Regions from separate parts of the Rattus norvegicus genome. Here region 2 is linked to region 1. A link is a contact called in public Hi-C data. All regions are on one chromosome and are shown on one strand. The core of a region is the stretch at or near the end of the contact, and the rest is flanking DNA. Distances in the headings are between cores, read along the strand shown. Region 1 overlaps Dennd10 (DENN domain containing 10). Region 2 overlaps Grk5 (G protein-coupled receptor kinase 5).

Region 1 (6,095 bases), core at 2,060-4,559:
CATCACTTTTTAAAACTTACTATTTTTATTTATTTTGTGTGTATATATGTGTAGATGTGTGCATCTATATATGTGTAGGTATATGTGTGTATCTATGTGTAGGTGTATGTGTGTGTATATATGTGTAGGTGTGTGTGTATATGTAAGTGTGTATGTGTATATATGTGTAGGTATGTGTGTATATGTATATATATGTGTGTGTAGGTGTGTGTGTATATATATGTGTAGGTGAATGTGTGTGTATATATGTGTGTATAGGTATATGTGTGTATATATGTTTAGGTGTATGTGTGTGTATATATGTGTAGGTGTGTGTGTATATATATATGTAAGTGTGTGTATATATATGTGTAGGTGTGTGTGTATATATATATATATATGTGTAGGTGTATATGTGTATATATATGTGTAGGTGAATGTGTGTGTATATATGTGTGTATAGGTGTATGTGTGTATATATGTTTAGGTGTATGTGTGTGTATATATGTGTAGGTGTGTGTGTATATATATATGTGTAGGTATATATGTGTATATATATGTGTAGGTATATGTGTGCCATTCCATATGCATGGAATCAAGGACAACTTGTGGGTGTCTTTATTGGTTCTTTTCTTCAACCATGGGGCTCCCATGGATTGAACTCAGGTCATCAGGCTTTGGTGGCAGTCACCTTTACTAATTGAGCGATCTCTCTAGCCCATAGGGTTTTTTTTCTGTCTTTGTTTTTGGAGACAAGGTGTTTCTGTGTAGCCCAGGCTGTCCTGGAACTTGTTCTGTAGACTAGGGTGGCTTTGAACTCAGAGATCCACCTGCCTCTGCCTCCCAAGTGCTGGGATTAAAGGGTGTGTCACCACCTGGCCATAGTTAACTATTTTTAAAGCAATGGTGCTTCAAATATCCATATATATCTCTCAGTATGCATATGTAAGACTTTTCATTAAAAACTGTGTACTGGATTTTCTGGTTTAACTCAAGTCACTGGCTAATGCCAAGTGTGCCCCTCAAAGATTATTCCAGTTTGCCTTCTCTGTAGCAGCACAGGGGAGAGTCTGTTACTTCTCTTTGTTAACTGTTCTTGCTGCTGATAGATTGAAATGTTTGTTAGCTTAGAGTTTACAAGAGCATTTGTTAAAGTTATAACTTGAGTTTTTCTGATTCCTGGTGAGCATAAACATGTCTACATGTGTTTTGTATATGTTTTCTCTATAGTGGGGGTTGGGGAGGGGGCTTTCTTATAGTATACACATTTGTGTTTGTGTGTGTGTATGTGTGTGCACATGTGGGCACGTGCGTGCACAGTTGTTGGTGGTGGTTCAGTTGCATGCTTGCCTTGTCACAGGGCTGGAGGTCAGAGGACAACTTGTATCAGTTGATTTTCTTCTTTCACTGTATATGTCTGGAGATCAAACTTAGGTCATTAGGCTTGGCAACAAGCACCTTTATCTACTGAGGCACATCTCTGGCTCCACAAATTCTTAATCTAATTCATGGGAATTTATTAGAAGTCTTTGGTTTTAGTATCTTATATTTTGTTTCAGAAAAAACTTTTCCCATGTATAGAACAGAGAGTCACCTATGCATTCTTTTTATTTTAAGATTTATTTATTTGCTTTATGTATTTGAGTACATTGTAGCTATCATCAGATGCACCAGAAGAGGGCATCAGATCTCATTACAGATGGCTGTGAGCCACCATGTGATTGCTGGGAATTGAACTCAGGACCTCTGGAAGAGCAGTCAGTGCTCTTAACCACTGAGCCATCTCTCCAGTCCCACCTATGCATTCTTAATGGTTTTTTTTCTTTTCCATCTAGTTCTTTAATATGCCTGGGATTATTTTTATATATAGTATCTTGATTTTGGAACCTAATTTCCTTTTTTAAAGATTTATTATTTAAAATATGAGTGTTTTGCCTATATGTATGTCTGTGAACCACTTGTGTGCTTATTGGAATTGGAGTTACAGATGGTTTTAAGCCACCATGTGGATTCTGGGAATCTAATTCCAGTGCTCTAACTGCCGAACCATCTCTCTAGCCTTTAGTGTTTTGGTTTTTGTTTTTGAGAGAGGAGAGAGAGAGGGGGTGGGGGGATGGATGTGTTTTTTCAGTCCTTTAGTCTCTTTGTTGTTTTGTTTGTTTTTTGTTTATTTGGCCATTCACTTTTTCGTGCTGAGAACTGAATATACTGCACCATTTAAATATAATCTTGTCCCTGTTCTCATTTTTATATGAATAATCACTTGGATCCAGGGCATTTATTGAATAATTTCATTTTCAGTCATCAGTGCCTATCCCATTAGGCTTCATATTTGTCATGTGGTTTATTGGGGTCTGGCTTTCAGTAGCAGGTTTTGCTTTTGTTGCTAACATTTTTGCTTTCTTTACTTGAGAACATAAAATGTTAGCAGTGGTAAATTAGTCCCCAGGAATAAAATAAAACAGTGCTAAGGGTATGGCTGAGATTCAAGCACTTTGCCTAGCATGTATGAGGGCCCCAGCTTAGTAACCAGCACTGTAAAACAATAAAAGCTTAATGTTTTTATAATTAACTTGCTCTCTGAAATAACCAGTGTGTGGGAACTGTTTCCCTAAACAGCCAAGTCTGCTGACTCCGTTAGCAGTTATCTGATAGCACTCGGGGATGACCCTTGTCCTGACAGCCAAAGCATGAGGTTGTGGCTTCCCTCCAGACAAGATCAGAAACAAAGACAATGGTTGAGTCCATGTTGCTTTTTGATATTCTTTTTGTTTTTAAACCAGAGTTTGATTTTTTTTTGTAAAAAGATATTTTCAATGTGTTTTGTACATGAAGATTAAGAGAAAAAGAGAAAAGACTCAAAGACACACACACACACACACACACACACACACACACACACACACACACACAAGAACATAGGTATAGGCTTCTTTCTTTCCTACCTCCCTTCTTTCCACCTTCCCTTTCTCCTTCCTTCCTTCCTTCCTCCCTCCCTCCCCCTTGCCCCCCACAGAGTTTATCTGTGTGGCATTGCCTATCCTAGAATTTACTCTGTAGACCAGGCTGGCCTTGAACTCTCCCTCATGAGTGCTGGGAGTAAACGTATGCACCGCCACTGCCCAGCTGGGGATGGGCTTTTTAAAGAGTTACCTACTTACACTCTTGGCCTAAATAGCACTGACCAAAAGGTAAACACTTTACTTTAGCCTATTCATTGAGATTGAACTTAAATTTTAAAACATTTTGAGCCATGTATGTTCCTTCAGGCATCTGACAAAAATATAGCAGCTGCTGAGTGCCACTGATGTAACTAATGATCCTGAGTAATAGGAAACCACCAAGAACAGCAGTCAGTGAACAGCAGTCTCCTTCTGAGACCTTCACCACATGATTTCTTCCTGCTCCAGTAATTTGATCAATTTGCAATGCAGGCTACATTGCTGGCTTTGTAGATTTGGAGGTGAGCAACAGACCAGACCTCTACGACGTGTTTGTGAATCTGGCAGACAGTGAGATCATCATCGCTCCACTTGCAAAAGGTGACTTTCCTGTTTTATTCTGACTTTTCTGTTTTATTCTCTGTTCCAGTATTGGCATGAGGTACAAGACAAGCAGCTGTGTGTTTTGTGCTGCCTCCCTCCCTAAAGTCAGTATTTGAGAGCCTACTTGGCATCTGTTGGAGCTGGAGGAATTTCTCAGTGTCCAGAAAATATGATTAATTCTGTAGGCCTGCATGTGTTAGAAAGCCAGGTGGGACTGCTGTTCATAGCTTTTATGTGGTCTCTTACCAGTTCCCAAATGTGGGAGTAGCTGAATGCTGACTGTTAGGACCCTGTGTTTAAGTCTAATGCTGTGTGGGTTTTATCTAAACTTCAAATGAGTAAACCAGAATTGATCTTTGACACTTGTTTTAAAATTTCAAACATGTAGAAAGTCGAGCCCAACCACAGGAAATATTACCTCTCGTAACACTAAAGGGATTAAAAAAAAAAAATGACTATGGCTAGAGCCAGGAAGGGTGGCACTGGCTGCTTTCTGCTGTGATCTACAGAACACCCTTATTCCAGTGAGCACCATCTGAATAGTGTCACTTGCAGTGAGACACATAGCTTTGTGTTTATCTTCCGGACAGCAGGAGCATCATCTGTAATTGATGTGACCTGAGTTGGTTTCCTTTGCATATTTCCAAGGATCTGAACATATGCTTTGCCAGCACCCGAGGGCCTGCGCAGGAAGCTCATTCACAACTTCGTGCCAGAAAAGTGCACTTGATTTTTGTGACAGAGTCTGTCTTCCATAGTCCTAGCTATACTAGAATTCATTATGTAGACCAAACTGACCTACAACACAGATCAGGCCTCCTCTGCCTTCAGAATGCTAGGATTAAAGGCATGTGTCACTTAGGTTCTCAGCTGTAAAGACTTGGACAAGACAGTCAGGTTTTTCCTGTAAGTCCCAGCTCACTTGTGGTCAGTTTTCACTGCTTATCAGGCAGATGTGAAGGGGAATCTGGTTTGGCATTGGTGAGCACACCTTCTATCCTGCTGTTACAGTTGGGTTGTGAATAAAATGGAAACTTGGGGGGTATCCTTTGCCTTTTGGAAAGTTCAGATTTTCAGTTGAATGGCTTGTTTTGTTTTTTTATTGTGTAATTTCCAAGTCTTCATATAACATTCTTTCTGCTTTGATCAGAGGCCATGACAATGGGCAAACTGCATAAAGAGATTGGTCAACTAATTGTGCAGTCTGCAGAAGACCCAGAGAAGTCAGACAGCCAGGTTATACAGGTAACCTTTGATCTGCCTTATGAAACCCTTCAGCAGGTTCATGATTCTCAGGGCATCGCTGCAGAGGAAGTGTCAGTTGACAGGCCAGCTGGCATTAGTGTTTGTAGTGGCCAAGATGGTGGTGGTTGGGTTTGGGGTATGTCATTACAGGGGCTAGTACTGAGGCTAACCGACCCCAGGGGTGAGAATTTTAACCACTGAGTGGGCTGGAGTGTCTTTGAGGGCCACCAGTACATTTCATCTGCTACAGGAATTGCCATGGAGGAACAAAGGGTAAGACAGTAACTTTGTTTTTTGTTTGTTTTTAAACATTTATTAATTATATATAAATATACTGTAGTTGTCTTCAGACGCACAGAAGAGGGCATCAGATCTCATTACAGATGGTTGTGTGTCACCTTGTGGTTGCTGAGATTTGAATTCATGACCTCTGGGAAAGTAGTCAGTGCTCTTAATCAGTGAGCCATATCTCTAGCCCAAAATAGTAACTTGGGAATCAAGTCTCCACTTTTGAAATCTAAGAACCAACTCGTCTGGGGAGGTTAGCCCAGATGTACTCGTTTGGCAGCCTGTCCTCTGCCCTCACCAGCTTAGGAGGGCAAATGGCTTTTATTTCCTCAGTTTTTCCAAAGCCCCTTTCCTGACCTGAGGCTACTCCAGTCTCTTCATTGTTCTTTTGCCTGTTCCTAACTCTCTACTGAGGAATACACTCCCAGTCTGGGCTCCATCTCAGAACCTAGGCTCATGTTCATCTATGCAACTATGGGAGCATCTATGAAAACTAGGCTCTACTTGCTCACCAGGTCCCATCTGACACATTTCTTCCTGAACCTTTCTATCTATTCAGTGTTCTTAGTGCCATGGCCAATGTGGATTCAATGTGGGAAAAATCTTGTCTTCATGGAGCCTGCTTTTTAATTTAATTTTGCAATGGGTAGTGATTAATGTGGAGACTGAAACTGTTCAAATTGCCAGGAATAAGTGACTGAATGTTCAACCCTAAGTAGGACATCTGTATCACCACTCCATAAGGTACAGAGATCCCACAGAATCATGGAAGAGAGGGTGGAAAGAAGGCCCGAGGATAGAAAAGAGAGCTGTGAACTGCTGATATCGCTGTAGCACTCATGCACCTGAAACAGCTGTGATTACCCATACAAGCCAGTCACAAAGTGGCAGGTACATGGTTCTATGTACACAGTACCAGAGTAGGTAAATTCAGAGGAAGAAGTAGGATGCAGGTCATCAGGAGTCTGCAAGAAGACAGGAGTGGATGGTTCTGGGCACTCGGTGCCTGTTGGCATGGTAAAAGCCCAGCAATAGCAT
Region 2 (5,641 bases), core at 2,617-5,116, 240 kb after region 1:
CCCTCATCGTGTGCAGTTTCTACACATCTTACTTATACTCGTTAAACAGTTACCCTGAGAGAACAGACCGATGTCACATCTTCATTGGACAGAAGCCTAGAAAGTCTGTGGCCCTGACCAGGGTGTCCACATGACCTCAGGAACCCATTTAACCCTGCTGTCCCCAACAGGCCACATCAGGATCTCAGACCTAGGACTGGCTGTGAAGATCCCTGAGGGGGACCTTATCCGTGGCCGGGTAGGCACTGTTGGCTACATGGGTGAGTAATACCTTGTGCCTATCACACACTGAGCCTCCCCAAGGGCATCCGTTCCCAAATCCCCCAGTTTTTGTTTTGCTGGTCAGATTTGCTATGCTGGTCTTCCACAGAAATACCTGGTAGGGTGGTACACTAGGACTAAAGGTATGACCTAAACTGAGTTCTCGGTAGTCCCTAACCACAGGCCAACCTAGGTCTCAAAAACAAGCCATCCTAGGAGTTTGGTGACCAGAGCCTAACACCAGCATTTCTAGGGGAGCCCTTATTGAAGTAGGATCTACTTGGATGAAGTGTCCAATAGAGATACTTTTTGAAGAGACTCCTGAGAAGACCCTAGCGGGTGTCAGAGTCCCCTGAAAGTTCTAGACCCAGCCCCAATTGCCCTCTGCCCAGGCCTGCACCCGCAGATGATATACAGCATTCAGTATATTATCTCTGGTTCTTGAGGTCCCAGACAACAAAACACTTGGCAAACTGGGATATGTTTGTGTGTGACGGTGAGAATTCTGGTAGATCTGAGAGCTATATAGAGAGTAGATGGATAGGTGTTGGGTTCATAGCACAAAGGTTCTTGTACCCACAAATCTGCAGAGAAACCAGGAATGTTAGACAAATGGGATCGTCTTTCCAGTGGGAAAGATGAAAAACCTGTTCTTCCATCCAGAAAGCTGAGAATTGGAAGTGGTTAAGAGCCTGGTGTTATCTGCTGAGCCAGGCCATATCAAGTTCCTACAACCAGGACTGGAGGTAGCTAGAAATCTAAATGACTCCTATAGCCAGAAGCTCCCCAAAAGCTCCCATAGCCAGGATCAGAGGGGGCTAATAAGCCCAAATGACCTCTATGTTATCTCTTTGACTGAGACCAGGCCAGACCCTTAGGCCCTTACGCTAGAACAGGTAGCCTATCTCTAGAACCTGTTTCCTTGGAAGGAATTACACTACCATAACTTGAATTTCAATGTAATTGTGCTTTCTTGTGCACTGATTGTATTCCACCAGGAAACTTTTTTTTTTTCAAAATAAATACATCGGGAATAAATCTGATCCAGGTTGATGAAGTCCATCTATACAAGGTTTTCATTCTTATCTGAAAACATGGTTCACTTCCCTTATGACACCTGTAAGGAGCTTCTCAGATGGGGGATGGATAAATGGATGGTGGATATATGCATCGTGGAAGGACAGATGGGCAGACGTATAAATACAGATACACCTACCCATGTACCCATGTGGAAACATGCTTACACATTTGCATTGCTCTCCTTTTGGACACAGTGCTAAATGATTGGTCTATATATGGACTCTGATTTTCATTCTGGATGGCCTCAAGATGTAGTGGTCTCTTTTGTATATCTATGGTTAACCTATGAATCATTTTGTCAAAGTGGTAGTGAAGATACAATAAGAGATTTTGTTTTATGTGTTTGGACGTTGTGCTTGCATGTGTGTCTGTATACCCTGTGTGTATTTAGTGCCCACACTGGCCAGAAGAGAGTGTTGGGTCCCCTGAAACTGGAGTCACCTGCCACATGGGAGCTGGGAATCAAACCCAGGTCCTGTACAATAGCAGTCAGTTTATGCTGCTAACCACTGAGCCTTCTCTTACACCTCGCCCCCCAAAAGATGACCCAACATTCAAGTAGATTGAATTTAATCTTTAGATGGGCACTCTTCTTCATTGAAATTAATATGTTTGCAATGTGTCATGCCTGTCACTGGGGACAAAGCAGTGAAAACTATATTGTGTGTTCTGTCTGAGGAGACATTTCCATCCACCATAATCAGAGTTCTGAAGCTACTGCCAGAATTGGGCACAGTGAAGCACATTAGGGAAGGCTTTCTCTGGACAAACTGGTGTTTACACACCTGCTGGGTTGCAGTTGGAGGTTGGAAGGAAGCAGCCTCAGCTTAAAACTCCAGTATTTCTGTGAGAGTGCTACGCCCTGGGGCACTGCTGAGATGAAGAGCAGCATTGGACTGTGTGCTTAGGCTGCATTCTGCTGCCAGTCGTCCATTACTCTCTCCCCTCCTTCTGTCTCAGCCCCAGAAGTTCTGAACAACCAGCGATATGGCCTGAGCCCTGACTACTGGGGCCTGGGCTGCCTCATCTATGAGATGATCGAGGGCCAGTCACCATTCCGAGGCCGCAAGGAGAAGGTGAAGCGGGAAGAGGTGGATCGCCGGGTGCTGGAGACTGAGGAAGTGTATTCCCCCAAGTTCTCTGAAGAGGCCAAGTCCATCTGCAACATGGTAAGCTCCTGGTAAGCCAGATGCTGCCCAGAGGCTGCTGCCCAGCGGTGGCTCCACCTCTGCTTAGAACAGCTGACATATCGGACAGGATACCCCGTGAATCAAGGAATGGGGGTTTAGGTGAGCACCCATGAAGGTATGTAGCCTTGTTGAAAGTCAGCAAAGAATAAAGATAATGGCCAAAGTTGGTTCCCAAGCAAGTTCCTGCCCTGGAACTTGGCCTCCTGTCCCCTCAGCAGAAAGGTGGTCTCAGCTCAAGGTGGTATAACAGCATCTACGGATGGGCAGGACCTTCAAGTGAAGAGGTTAGAATGACTTGGGTGTGTTGGGTCCAGTTGTGGATACTGGACAGCTAGAGAGAGGAAGTAGTGGTGGGGGCTATAAGATCTCCCCCTCAGCCAAGGTGAACTCTGGTCCTTAGGCCCTTCCTTGGATTTGGTATGAAGTCAGCTACTTCCTGCTCCTGCCTGGCTCTCAGTCTCCTAAGACTCACCACAGGAAGATGCCCTCTGGTGCCAACCATATGGGAACAGAAAGGACCTGACTGCCTAGATCCACATACTTACAAGCTTATGTGGCAAAGTACCTTCCTCTAGAGCCACACTGTATGTACCCTGAGCAGCAGAGAAGCCTAGCCTGAAAGGGGCCTCTTTCCTGAGTCCTCAAGTAGCCCTGGGGAAAGTTCAAGTGCACACACACCAGTAGCCCAGGATGGAGCTTAGAAGAGATCAGGACTGGAAACTTGAAGGGAAGTAACTAAGCTTCTATATTCAGAGGACCAGGGAACCCTGGGGGCTTAGCTACCCCACTCCCAGGTAATCCCTTTTCTGCAACCGCCCTTGCCTTGGCTACTTCTGTGTCATAAAGCTATGGTAAGGATTTGGGGCTAGATCTGTCCTCTGATCATATCTACAGGAAGTGTCCCTTTGCCACTGACGTGTAAAAGACATGATGAAGAAACGCATGTAACATATAGACCCCAACCCCATAACCTGCTAACAAGTCTCAAAGAAGCACTGCAGCAAACTGTCAGAGCAGTGCAGTCAGGATAAGGTAGTGAAGGAATAGGCAGCAGAGGTTAGGGATGGGGAGAAATGGCGGCCAGTAATACTTGTTATGTCACGGTCAGCTATCTATGTGGTATAACAAGTCTTAGGTCAGGGTTAGGAGTTCCAGGAAGCCAATCTCAAGAAACATCAACAGGGACATGAACATACTGAGAGAATGAGGCAAGCATGACCTCTACTTCTAACCACTACCCCTATCACCAACACTCCATTTCCCCATAAACCTCCATTTCAACCCTAGGTTTTGTAAGCTGGAGCGCTTGCTGTAAGGAGGACCAAAGCTGTCCCTCTCCTGCCCCCTTGTGGCCACTGGGGGAAAGGTGTTGGCTGAAAAGTGCCAAATGATCTTTGCTACATGGAAGTGCCACCAGAAACCTCAAGCCTTACTCTTGGGGTCTTGGATTCTGGTCTGGACTTTATCCTCTTATAATCCAACAGAATCTCAGTCTGGCTACTCTGCTCTTATTCCTTTATTTATTCAGGCTACTGCAATGCCTGACCTGTAGACCATAGAGGCAGCACAAACAGCAGGGAAGGTGTTCTCCATTCTGTCTTGTCCGACATGCCCCTTGAGATAGAGAAGTCCACACATCCAACTTCCCTGTCCCTTGGGTCAAATCCTGAAACTGAGTCCCGTCCGTGTACCTTCCCCACACTCCCTTGAGTTCTTTACCATTTGAATCTCCTAGTCATTCCAGATCATACTCTGGAGGGAGTAATTCCCTCCACATACAGGGAACCTACTCTGCCTTCTCCCACCTCACTCACACCTTCTCTCTTGCTAATGTACACCTGATATCATCCTTGACACTATACAGGTGGATGGTTTGTTCTACCTGGGTGGCATAATTTAGATATAGACAAATGTTAACTTAACAACCAAGCTTTCAAATGAAGAGATTTCATACTAAAAACCTGATTTTCTAGCACTTCTTTTGGAAAGCAGAAGTCTTGTTTAGCTGCCATTCCTTCCTGGTAGAAGCTGAGAAGCAACCCAACCCCGGCTCTCATCCGTTTTTCAATCTTCTTATCCTAGATGATGTCCAATCTGCCAGCACTGTGGGCTCTAGGGGCTGCATTGACAGGCTCAGCCACTGCACAGCCTTGCTTCTTTGGTGTGTCTTGGAATGGATAGAGCATAGCCCAGTTACTTACATCTAGAATAGAGAAACTTGGAGCCAGAGAGGTGGCTCAGCAGGTGAAGCATTTTTTTTTTTTTGATGCAAGCCTGGTGACCTGATTTTAAGGCTGGAACCCCTTTGACAGGTAGAGGGACAAAACTGTCTCCACAAAGCTGTTCTCTGATCCCCATACACACGCTGTGGCACATACATCCACACACAATAAGAAGTAAACATTATAAAACAAAATAAAATAGAAAAGAAGCCCAGATGTAGACACTAACCTGATAGGGTATAGAAGGCAACTGAAAGCATGACAAAGGTATGATCTGGTGCTTTCTCTGCTGATACGTCAGTTCTTCTGACTGCGGAGATATCTCCCCCCCCCCCCCCGAGCTGCAGACTCCAGGGGAGGCTAGAGCTACAGTCACAGATGCCCCTTTGTCCTTCTGGCCTCTGGGCACATGGAAAGGCCCATCGTATGGCCTCACAGGACTCTCTTGTCACAGCTGCTCACCAAAGACTCGAAGCAGAGGCTGGGCTGCCAGGAGGAGGGGGCTGCCGAGGTCAAGAGGCACCCCTTCTTCAGGAACATGAACTTTAAACGCCTGGAGGCTGGGATGTTGGACCCTCCCTTCGTTCCAGATGTAAGTAGCCACTGTTGCTCCCAGGAGCTCTAAAGTCATTTCTGCAAGCCATGCTTCCTATTGTATCCTGAGTGTGCCTTACACAGCACTTCAAATCGGCTAACCCATCTGCCCTCCTAGAGTACCAAAGATCGCTCACTGCCCCTTCCTACACTCTGGCTACTTTGTGGCCATGTTACAGATCTCGATGTCAGAATGTACAGATGGCATGTGAACCCTGGAGCCCCCTTACTGGTTGTTCAGGTGCCTAGACAACCTTCAGGTCCTAGAAAATCCAATGAAATCCAAGACACCTC

The links. A called contact is a pair of places that touch in the nucleus more often than the background predicts.
Region 2: a Hi-C map of psoas muscle shows a contact between it and region 1, with 2.6 times the contacts expected there. The contact joins two enhancer-like sites. A contact is called at or near these places in 8 of 12 Hi-C or Micro-C datasets (the Rat2 cell line, Schwann cells, frontal cortex and 4 more).

The regions. Positions count from the first base shown.
Region 1 is chr1:269,952,267-269,958,361 of GRCr8, forward strand. It overlaps Dennd10 (DENN domain containing 10), which reads left to right. Exons shown (of 9, transcript NM_001398802.1): 7 at 3,414-3,521; 8 at 4,675-4,769. Among named protein-coding and RNA genes, the nearest start is that of Dennd10, 18 kb to the left of the region's middle. Within about 2 kb of position 3,310, at least 1 of the 93 cell types and tissues checked has an H3K27ac peak or open chromatin away from gene starts, as enhancers often do.
Region 2 is chr1:270,193,420-270,199,060 of GRCr8, forward strand. It overlaps Grk5 (G protein-coupled receptor kinase 5), which reads left to right. Exons shown (of 16, transcript NM_030829.2): 11 at 171-260; 12 at 2,302-2,510; 13 at 5,208-5,345. Among named protein-coding and RNA genes, the nearest start is that of Rnu6-28, 39 kb to the right of the region's middle. Within about 2 kb of position 3,867, at least 19 of the 93 cell types and tissues checked have an H3K27ac peak or open chromatin away from gene starts, as enhancers often do.